2 separate regions of the Zea mays genome follow, and region 2 is linked to region 1. Evidence: chromatin contacts called from public Hi-C data. All regions are on one chromosome and are shown on one strand. The core of a region is the stretch at or near the end of the contact, and the rest is flanking DNA. Distances in the headings are between cores, read along the strand shown.

Evidence for each region. A called contact is a pair of places that touch in the nucleus more often than the background predicts.
Region 2: a Hi-C map of tassel shows a contact between it and region 1, with 2.2 times the contacts expected there. The contact joins the promoter of LOC100280505 here to the promoter of LOC100273412 in region 1. A contact is called at or near these places in 3 of 25 Hi-C or Micro-C datasets (ear, tassel and an unstated tissue).

What each region holds. Positions count from the first base shown.
Region 1 is chr1:270,361,830-270,367,357 of Zm-B73-REFERENCE-NAM-5.0, reverse strand. LOC100273412 (Alkaline phytoceramidase (aPHC)) reads left to right here and starts at 2,274. Exons shown (of 2, transcript NM_001147849.1): 1 at 2,274-3,394; 2 at 5,448-5,528. The coding sequence starts at 3,138.
Region 2 is chr1:270,656,403-270,661,930 of Zm-B73-REFERENCE-NAM-5.0, reverse strand. LOC100280505 reads right to left here and starts at 3,218. Exons shown (of 14, transcript NM_001153425.2): 1 at 3,141-3,218; 2 at 2,958-3,043; 3 at 2,456-2,584; 4 at 1,199-1,318; 5 at 1,002-1,127; 6 at 564-648; 7 at 379-489. The coding sequence starts at 3,164.

The sequences.
Region 1 (5,528 bases), core at 1,025-3,524:
TCAAGATGTCTTACAATTTGGAAATCACGCATTACAATACCATAGCCATTGCTACACTGATCTAGTTCATCTTAGTGAACTCATTACAAAAGAACTACACAAGCCAAAGTTACACTGATCTATCCCAGATCTCATTGTAATTAAGCCCCCACTTAGCACAGTGCTCAGCAAGTGTCTCGACTTCTAATGGTTGATTCATTATTTCTCGGTCACGGAATACGTCCTCCCACACCGCAGTATCTTCACTAGCATAGCCAGCTTCTAACATACTTGTTGGATCCATCATCGAGACCTGGCAGTCAATTGCAGTTACTTCAAGCATTTCAGCTATCTCGTCCATTGAACGAGCTACTTGAGTCAGCTTGAAACCGTCTACAACATCTTCATCTGTGTAGCACAAAGAGGCAGTTTCTTGAAGTTTCTTAGCCGTATCACTCATTTGAGACATGGCATATCTGAGTGCTTGCGCAAGTTTTTGGTTCACCTGAAAACAAAATTAACATTAGAATATGGACAGCCATTGGTGCTACAACTGAACAATGAACCACATACCATGAAATGAACCACATACCATGAAATGAACCAAACTGGCTGACACATGCATATGCCCTCAGTTTTTTTTAAAAATCATCATATGTACTAGGCAGTTGTAAACATCATAGGGCAACTACTAATTTGAACTCAACTGCAAAAACAGGCTGAAAACATCCACAACAGTCAGACTGCCAAAGTGAGCTGAGGGTTCAGGGTCATCTTTGGAAACCAGCAAACAGGCTGAAAACAGCCATATCAATAATACTGAACTGGAGAATTTTGCAAACATGGCACAGCCATAGCCCTCAGTCATTTTTTAGAATAAAAAGAACAAGTGTGTAGTATACAGTTTACTAATTTCAAAGAAAACCTCACAGGGCTAATCAAGTAGATCATCTTCCATTAACACAAGCATCAGGTAAATTTCTTCAATTAAACAGCATGAAACAGGCTGAAACAGCCATAGCCCTCAGTATTTTCTTAACATAAAAAGAACAAGTGTAGTATACAGTTCACTGTTTTCAAATAAAACATCACAGGGCTAAGCAAACTGTTAATCTCAACGCACAAGCCCCTGGTCAAATTATTCAATGAAACAGCAACAAACAGGCTCAAATAGCCATAGCCCTCACAAATTTCATCGCATCAAAACAACAAGTGTAGTATTCAGTTGACTATTTTCAAAGATTTCATCACAGGGCTAAGCATTTCCTCACTTCAAATTTCCTCACTTCACATTTCCTCACTTCACATTTCCTCACTTCACATTTCAATCACAGGGCATAAGTTTAAGAATACAAACCTCAGAATATTTGGCCACTGTCTCCTTAGCACAATCGACGGCTGCAGTCGCCTGTTTGTAAGATCGCAAAGCACTATTTTCCGCAGCTACAGCGGATTCAAGAACATCCAGAGTAGAAACCACATCGTTACCTAACGAAAATGTGGCGCAATAATCACCAGCAACAATACTCGCGGCAGCAGAAGCTTTCAGTGTGTCACGGGCTGCAACAGCCGCCAAGGACAACTTCTGGGCACAATGCTCGGCGGCAGAATCCATGCCGGCTTTCTAATCTGCAAACCCTAGGGTTACAGAACAAGGAAAGCTCACCAGCGTCGGAGGTCGGCAATGGAGCACGGGCGCAGGAACCGGCGAGGCAGGTAAGGGCGAGATCCGGACGAGGACATGGCTCGAATGCACCCAGTGCGCGGAGACGAACAGAGCAGCTCGAGGAAGACGACGGCCAGGGCGAGAATAAGGAGGAGAGGAGACAGGGAGAATGGAATACGAGAGACTCACGGGCGACGGTAGAAGAACGGACGGCGACAAGTTTCTAACGGCGCGAGGGTAGCACGGGCACTGCACAAGGGCTAAACACCATTAAGCGCGCGCGATGCCAAATTTACAATTGGAGGGAGATTTCAGTGCCACCCGTTCAATTGCCACGACGGCGGTGCCAAAAGTTTGAAGCCCGCCGTAGACAGTGTCATGTTTGCAAAATTCTCTTTCTAATGGCATGGGAAGCTGGAAGCTCTCGCCTCTCGGCAGGACCTGTGGCTGTGATGGGCCTTAAACTTTGTGCAGCCCACGTCACTTTGACATAGCTATCGTTGGATCAACAGCGGATGGGGTAGATTAGCTGACTGCTCTGTTGCGTCATCGAGGTGGAAGTTAGAGATCTGATTCCGCCCCACAGCATACCTCTCACGGTCTCCGTTCCCCTGCCGACGAGTGGGCGGCCGCTGCCGCCGGCTTACGGAAGGTGTGATCTCCATCTTCGGGACGTTCGCCACCGGAGCACCCACTCCTTTTCTTCCGTTCACGCTGTGCGAAACGGATCATCCAAAAACCAGCTATTTGTATCTGGATCTGATCCAATTTCAATTTGTGGTATACATGTATTGTGTCTACAAACTATTTTTCGTTTGTTTTTTTGCAAAAATATTTTTCGTTTGTCTACAAACAATTTCAATTGTAGTACACCCATGTCCTTTACCCGTGCACACCCTTGCGCTGCCTGCTGCGGTTATCCCATATTTGTTGTGGAGCGTGTGCCGGGGGAATTTGGTTTGGATGTGGTTGGGATCGAGGTATACTCTAGATTAGGGTTCGAAGTTCTCATATGACCTGTGTGATGTGGTAGATTCGATGTTAGAGTGTCGATGAAAGTTGTCTCTGAGTTTAGTTTTGCACATGAGTATTGAATATTTGCAGGTGTTTCTCTGAGTTTACTTCTACACATGTCAATTATTGAGTATTGGTAGGTATGATTGTCTATCTCTTGCTAAGGAAATTGTTTAGGTGTTCTATGATAGTGTTTGACTTTAGATTGCCTATTTTGAAGGGACACTTTCAGCGACAGTATTTAATTTGGTGTGTTGCCAGAAGACCTGGCTCTGAATTATCTTTCTATTTCTTTGATTATCACAGGGAACTCTACTAATAGTATGCTGGATTAGCACGATTAAACTGAAGTATGACAAATTTGCATATCATCCTTGCAGGTTATTTCTTTGGCGCACTCATGATTTAGCACCAGCCAAATTGACCTTTAACTCTGGTGACATAAGCTGTTGCTAGGGTAGCAAATCAAGAGCTAAGAATGGCAGATTCAATGGTAGCAAGCTTCTGGGGGCCTGTGACATCAACGACTGAGTTGTGCGAGGAGAATTATGCACACTCGTCATATATCGCAGAATTCTACAATACCATCTCTAATGTCCCATGCGTTCTTTTGGCACTTATTGGATTAGTGAATGCTTTCTGCCAAGGTTTTGAGAAACGATTTAGTGTCCTGCACATATCCAATATGATACTTGCTATTGGGAGTATGATTTTCCATGCCACCTTGCAACTTCTGTAAGTTTTCTCTTAAATTGACAGTTTTTTATGTTTATGTGAAATGACACTTTTAACTTTGTGGTTACTGGTACCTACATGAGAAACTGTTATAAGGGCTTTATTCTTTTATCCAAAGCACTTGATCGAGTTCTGCTCGTTATGTAATGGCCTTGTGCATTGTATTCGGGTGTTGTTTGTCTGCTATGCTATACCTTCTTTTGGTGCTATGAATTACGTATGTTTTTTTAACCTACACCCTTCTGTCACAAGAACATGTCATTTAAGACAAGATTTGGTCAAACCTTAATATAAACACAAACATAAATAGCTTTCAAATTATTGAGTTCGGAAACATACAATTCGTATAAAAAACCTAGAAGTAATTAGGCCAAAGGTACACACATCAAAGACCATTACTCAAATGTGACTAAGTATTTTTTGACTGGAGGGGGTATGTCGTATGTATTAAAGTTAGAACTGTTGATACCATTTTGGGAAACGGTCATTTGCATAGAATGGAAATAATTTATCCATCTAGCCATTTTTCGTATAAAACTGCACAAAAGATGATATGTTCATCTGTTATAAAAATGTGTGAGCCATTAATTGTAAGGAGTTTTCTAATTTGATGCTCCATCAAGAACATCCGCATTATTTATCTTTCTCGAATATCCAACCTTTTGCTTTTCTCTGTAGAATTATAGATATGGAGCTCATCCAATGTTTCATTTTTTTTGTATATAAAAAATTCTGTTGCACATTTGACTGGCTTCTTTTATTTTGCACAATCTTGTCTAGTATTATATATTTTGACTCAAAATCGGAAGATAACTATCCCTTGGATTGTGTGCATATTCAGTAGATGAACTTTCAGAATATTTAGATACTCATTAAGGGGATGAAGCCAGGAAAAATTATTTGGGGGTGGGAATATAGCCATTTTTAACTAGCTAGAGGGCTAAACTTATTTTTTGAGTGATTTATTATATGGTAAATCATGAGTGCATATGGTGGGTGCATGGGTGAACTCTGCAAAACTGCATGCATTCTGCAAAAACTATCAAAGGTGGACCTAGTTCCGAAGGCTCCCACATGAGTGGGATCTAGAGAGGGACAAACCGAGGCAAGCCTTACACCTTGCAAATGCGGAGAGGCCCCTTCGATCTCATGACCTGGTGACTCAGTGCGACAGCTGTCAGCACTGCACCAGACCTGCTCTTCCTGCCAAAACCATCAAGGAACTACTGGTTTAAGAATTGGTAATGCAAGGCTACATATTTTAGTGCAATTTGTCGTGTTGAGCTGAAGGTCATTGAGTGACATGGAACATAGCATCATTGTGCTCCTTTTGTGCAATCTTGTCCTCTTTGTTCTGCTAATTGCACAGTCTTTACATGCATTTGGCACTGTATAGTGGGCTCAGGATGTAATGACTGCATTGATATTTTATTTTTGTGCAAATAAAGCCACAGCTTACAGCAATTCTGCTACTCATTGCACAAGCTTTCACGGGAGTGTTTTTTCCTTCATAATTTCTTGATTGAATGCAGTCCCTGCGCTATAGTGGTGTGTCAACTTCTGGTACAGGTTTTTCAGCATTAGTATGCACAGGAGTATATTTCCATTATTTAAACCCTGAAAGCATAACTCTGCTGAACAAAAACTCTAGCTCGCAAACAAAGATGATTTAAATTTCCTGTAAAACATTGGTATATTGCTTAGATGTTCAGTGTTCTTTCTTGTTGGTCTGTTTATTTTCCTGTTTGGGATTCTTGGGTTCATTTTGTGCAAATGGTTCTTGATCTACCTTGTAAGTTAACGGCTCCCTAGACCCACCAAATACACCTTGCATACACATGCCTGCAGAAACTACCTGAAAATAGTTTGTGTTCCATTTTGGCACATATGCTTCCACTTTTGGCATGTTGTGCACTGTTGGATATTTCCATAAACTTTCTACCTCTGTGACCTGTTTAGTCGACTTGTACTTTAATTTTCTTAATGTTCACTTTATTTTGTGCAACGTAATCTTTTAGGTAATATGTTGCATTGTTGATGTTATGTTTTGCAGCCTACAACAGAGTGATGAGACTCCTATGGTTTGGGAGATCCTTCTCTACATGTATGTCCTCTATTCACCGGACTGGCACTA
Region 2 (5,528 bases), core at 1,969-4,468, 290 kb before region 1:
GTTTGTAATAGTTATTGGACATCATAATATGGTATCTTGATTGACAATGAATTGATCAGCAACCCTACAATGGAAATGCAAGCACTACAATATAAACATTGTGTCTTCATCAAGAGCCTACAGGATTCTCAGCCTTTGCAAATTGACATTCCATGATTAGGGGTTAAAAGGACTAAAGAATGCTTATGCACCAAGGAAAACCACAGCAAGTTTTTGTCTATAACAAGCTCATCTTTGATGAAAAACAAAACAAATAACCACTAATTTAAAATTAGATAAAAATATATTGCCATATCATTAAGTCTTGGCCTGAAATTTACTGACAGTTGCACAAACATGAAACACACAAGAACTAAAGAGTGGTCCATATTTGTTTACCTCATAGAATTCTAGAAAAGAAAGCATCACATTGAAATCAACATCATCAGTTAATACTTGCTGAAGAGCATGCGGAGTTAGCCAGGTGATCTTTTGTCCTTGAACTTCAGCCTGCATTACATGGCATAATCATGAATTTTGGACATCATGTACAGATAAAAGAATAATGGGATATATATAATTACCTGATAATATATGCCCTTCACGGAAATAAATGTCTTCCTCAGAGAATGGGTTCGGGATATGTATGCTTGCCATTCATGGCTTAACCTACAAGCAAAACATTTCAAAGCACATAAGTTTTGAAATGACTTCATCATATGATAAGAAAATAATAAATATCCGCTATAAAAAGAAATAATGAAAGGACGTGCTTTTAGATTTATAGAATTGTGATTTTACTTTGGATGTGACTCTGTGAGGACCACAAAGTGCAGTCCACAGATTACATGCAAGTTTGAAGGTTACCATGTAGGATATTTGATAAACCTATACAATTTTTGTGATAAGCCAAAATTCCAGGCAAGATATAGCTGTACACATAGTGACAATAAAAATAGGTATTCAGAGCACAATCACCTAGTACACTTGGAAAGAACATGGTAATTTTAAACAAAGCATACCTGCGGCAGTTATGGATTCGTTTGACCTCAACACGTTCACCGTCAACAGCAGGTAATGCCGCAAACAGATGCACCATTGTAAGGCAGTCATCCAAGTCACGAAGAGCATCAACGAATGTTGGATACCTGTTTGATAAAAAAAGAACAGTTAATGCGACATAGAGAGAGTATTTGATGAACTCATGTATACTTGATACCTTTCAAGGACAAGCCTATCAAGCTTGTAAGTTGGTGGCCGATTCAACAGCCTGTCTGCAAGATCCCTGTTTTTCTTAGCAACAGCCTTTTTAACCTTCCTTCGATGGACCTTAATCTCCCTGAAAACAAATAAAATACGAATACCATTAAGGCTTCTGTCTGTTGTCTTTTTGCTATTAACTTTTGTTATAATTTTTTAGCTTCTCAGCACACCAAAAACTAGAAAAACTCCTCAAAGCATGCTTTTCAGCTTTTAGTTCATTTTCTCCGAAGCCAGCTTTTCAAATGCCAGCTTTAGAGCTAGGCTGTTTTGTTTCAGCTTCTAGATTTTGGCTGGTCCTTAGCATGATCTTGTTCATATACTCTAATCGCTCCTAGAGAAAACAAAATACAGTATGGCAGCAGTAGTAAAATTATAAAGTTTTGCAACACTGCTAATCACATAGAGCACCTATACCAAGATTTATATCATAAACAGCCGAGTAACTAAGACACCAGTAGTTCATCTAACGAAAAGGCAGTAAGATATTTATCACCAAAAACAAGGAACGAAGATGGCAAGAGGCTACCACTCTTAGGGCCAGTAAGAAGCAGAAGCTGAAACAAACAGCGTGCTTCTAAAGCTTCTTTTGTGGATTTTGATATGATGTAATCGTTACGCTAGTGAAATTACATATGTTATACACTTCATCATACAGAAGTTTAATCTAAAATCAGCATTTCCAAAGTCATCATCCAGAATAGTTTTTTAAAAAATTATAGGACATTACAAAAATTCCAAAATTGTAGCATTATGGGCAAGCGTACACGATGCACAGCTAATGGCCTTTGTTGCCCACGCTATGTTTGTTTCATTCTTTCAATTGAAAATATAAATTTTCACCCGACATGGCTGAAAAGGGAGATAGACTAATACACAAAATAAGGTGCTCTTGATTCATAAAACCAAACAAATTAAGGTTCAGGTTAACTAGCATGAATAAGTGGATGTTCAGATCAGCTGTTCAGCCCTTTAAAAGATTAGTTCATTAAAAATGCTGTTACCATCCTAGAAAAAAATGACCGTTACATCTTGACTCATCTTTCTTTAGTTGCAAGTGAATATTGTTTATCATTTTTCTAGTTTTTTTTGGTAAAAAACGAATAATCGTTTAGTCAAAGTTGGTTAAGTTCAGCCTATTGTTAAAAAAACAAGGTACTAAATAGCGGTTGTAGTGATCGCTATAGTGGCACAAATATTTGGTATGAAAAGTTACCTGAACTTCTCGATCAAAGGGTCATGAGCGAGGAATGCAATATCCTTTGTGTGGTAGTAGGTCTTGTGGTTCCCTTCCACCTTCTTCTTTGGCTGACGTGGAAAGACACCCTTTAGAATGCATAGCTTCCTGCGATAAATAGGAAAATGTCAACAAAAAATGAGTTCAAGGATTCAAACTACTACCTCCGTTCTTGAATATTTGTCGCCGGCTAGTTCATTTTTGAACTAAAACACGACAAATAAAACAGAACGGAGGGAGTACCATCTTAAGTAATATATGTGGCACACCAGCCACGTACTAAGACAGTGGCTACATGAAGGGCATAACAAATAGTAGTAATTAAGCTCAATGGACAAAGTAACTGCAAAAATGACTAAATTTCCCAATTACAGCATATATGGTTAAGCATCAGCATCCCACGAGCTTATTCAACATAGTACGCCGTCTAGATGACGGCTCGCCGGCAATATAGAGTATTAATCGGGAGATAGTGACGAACCTAAAGATTGCGAGGCTAACTTGCAGGTAGTTGACCGCCTTGGTCCTCGTGATGTACTTTGCCGCATTCCCTTCCTTCTTCTTACCCTAAGACATAGTAAGAACAGCACGTCAGAGACCACGGCACAACACAAAGGAAAGGTCCTTTGAGAGGCAGGGAGAACCAGGGAGATGAGACGATTACCGCAGGGCGGTAGTGCTTCGGCATCGTGGCGGCGGCGCAGGTCGCTCCCCGTGCTGGAAAAGGGAGGGGAAAAGAGAGGAGGAGATGGGTTTTAGGGTTTTGGTTTATATGCCGGCGGGCGGAGGCGGATGAGACGGAAGGGAGGGGGGTCCAGCGACAGAGGAGCCAGCGGCATGCCGTGGCGCTGGCTTGGGAAAAATTTGCTATTTTAGTATTTTTAACGTGGGCTAAATGTTATTATGTGACCCTCTGTTTATGACTTGTGGGACCATCTGTGTCTATGATTTGTAGGCCTGAGTCTAAAATAGAGAAGTTCACAACTGAGAGTGACAAAATAGCAAATTTCCTCTTGCTTGGCGCGGGCGCGGGTCCGGGGGTAAGAGAGGGAAAGGACGGAGGCGCAGGTATACGTGGCCAATGGGCTGTGCCGGGCCAGCACGGCCCGAACCCGTCATGGGCCAAGCCAAATTAGATGGGCCGAGTCACGGCACTATTAATTGTCGGACCGTGCCGTGCCGTCACTTAGGCCTACGCCGCAGCCCAAGCCCGGCACTATTGGCTTTAATCGGGCTGTGTCGGGCCATAGTGTCGTGCTGGGCTTTCGTGTCGTGCTGGCCCTATACCCACATCTCAAACATCCATGCAAATAGCAAATATGTATGTAATACACAGGTTCGACAATCAAGAATACAATATACAACCATACAATACACTAATTTGTTCTCAACACAGCCATAGTGCCATACAAATACAAGTATACAATCATCAGGCATAGTGCTTTATAAAGAAACATAAGCATACAATAAACATAAGCATACAATCAACCATAGTGCCATACAAGTACACAATAAACATAAGCATTCAATCAGCCATAGTGCCATATGAAGGGGAATTAGTCGATGGCGGCGTTGCTGCAGTAAAGGAGGCGGGAGCAGGAACAGGACGTAGTGCCGCGGGAGAGACGAGCGAGCGCCGAACCCGCTCCCTCTGCTGAGCACTCGATGCTTGGCACGGTGGAAGAGATCCGAGCACCTCCTCACGAGTCTCCATTAGAGGGCTTATGGGCGGCTGGCGCTTGGCGCCTTGGCGGACTGCGGTGGCCGTTGGACGGCACGCCGCACGCGTGCGGTACTGCGGTGGGCCGATGGGGCGTGGGCATTGCTGCGCCGCATGGCCGCGTGGGCGTGGAGCACTGGAGCCTGGCGAGTGGGCGCGGCGGCTGTTGGCTGGCGAAGTGGGCGGCTGGCGAGGTGGCGAGGGAAGCGGGCGGCTGGCGAGGTGGGCAGGTAGCGAGGGAAGCCGGCGGCTGGCGAAGTGGCGGCTGGCGGCTTAGGGTTAGGTTTTCGGCCAACTGCGCTGCGAGCTGCGGTCGTGCGTACTGCGCTGCGGTCTGCGGAGTGCTGTGTGCCGGCCGCCGGTTAATATGTGTTAGGGATTTAGGGTTAGGCGGTTAGCTCTGTGCACTGCTGCGGCCTGCGTACGGTCGGACTGCGGAAGACTGGGCCGTTTGGGCGCTGGCGCGCTCCACGCTGCCGACTTGCCGAGTTAATTATATTGGGCTGCCTGGTAGTGGTAGTCGGGCCGTAAATGGACCGGGTCGGGTCGTGCTGGGCTTTCTGGGCCGAACGGGCCAATCAACAGGCTAAATGGGTCGTCGCTAATCGTGTTGTGCTCGTGCTGCCCAATGGGCTTGCCTCTAAGCCCAAGCACAGTCCATGATGGGCCTCGTGCCGGCCCGGGCACGATAATATTGTGTCGTGTCGTGTTCGTGTCGTGCCAAAATAGTCGTGTTTCGTACTAGCCCATATAGCCCGGCCTGTTTGGCCACCTATAGGCGCGGGTCGGTGTGAAGGGGTAAGAGATGGCCACGGGAGCCCGGCCCGTTTTGGAAATCATATTGAATCAATAGTGCGACTGAGAAATAGGAAAGTTACATAAAAAACTATATTTGTTGTACTGCAATGAAAATTATATACAACTGGTTAGAAACAGAAATAAAACCAACTGTCAGACTTCTACTAAAAGCTATGTCAGCCTGCTGTTTGTTACTTTTTACTTTGAAAAGGGATCAACACTGTTTGACACTATTAGAACATTATCACGTCCATAACCCCAAAGGTAGTGATCTAGCATTACATAAGTTCTAGCAGTGAACTAAGATGTTGATGAAACATTTCAGCCATTGAGCAGCCGAGAAAAGTCAGATGTAAATGAACAGGGCACCTCATATTTTACCTGAACTGGCCACATTATTGAATGTCACTAAAATCGTGATGAGGGGAGGGGATGAAATGAAAAGATCTCAACAGAATTCAAGAGAATTGGGGACCAATGATAGCACCCAAACTTGATGGGTATGATTTATCCAATTATCCTAAAGAAGCACAA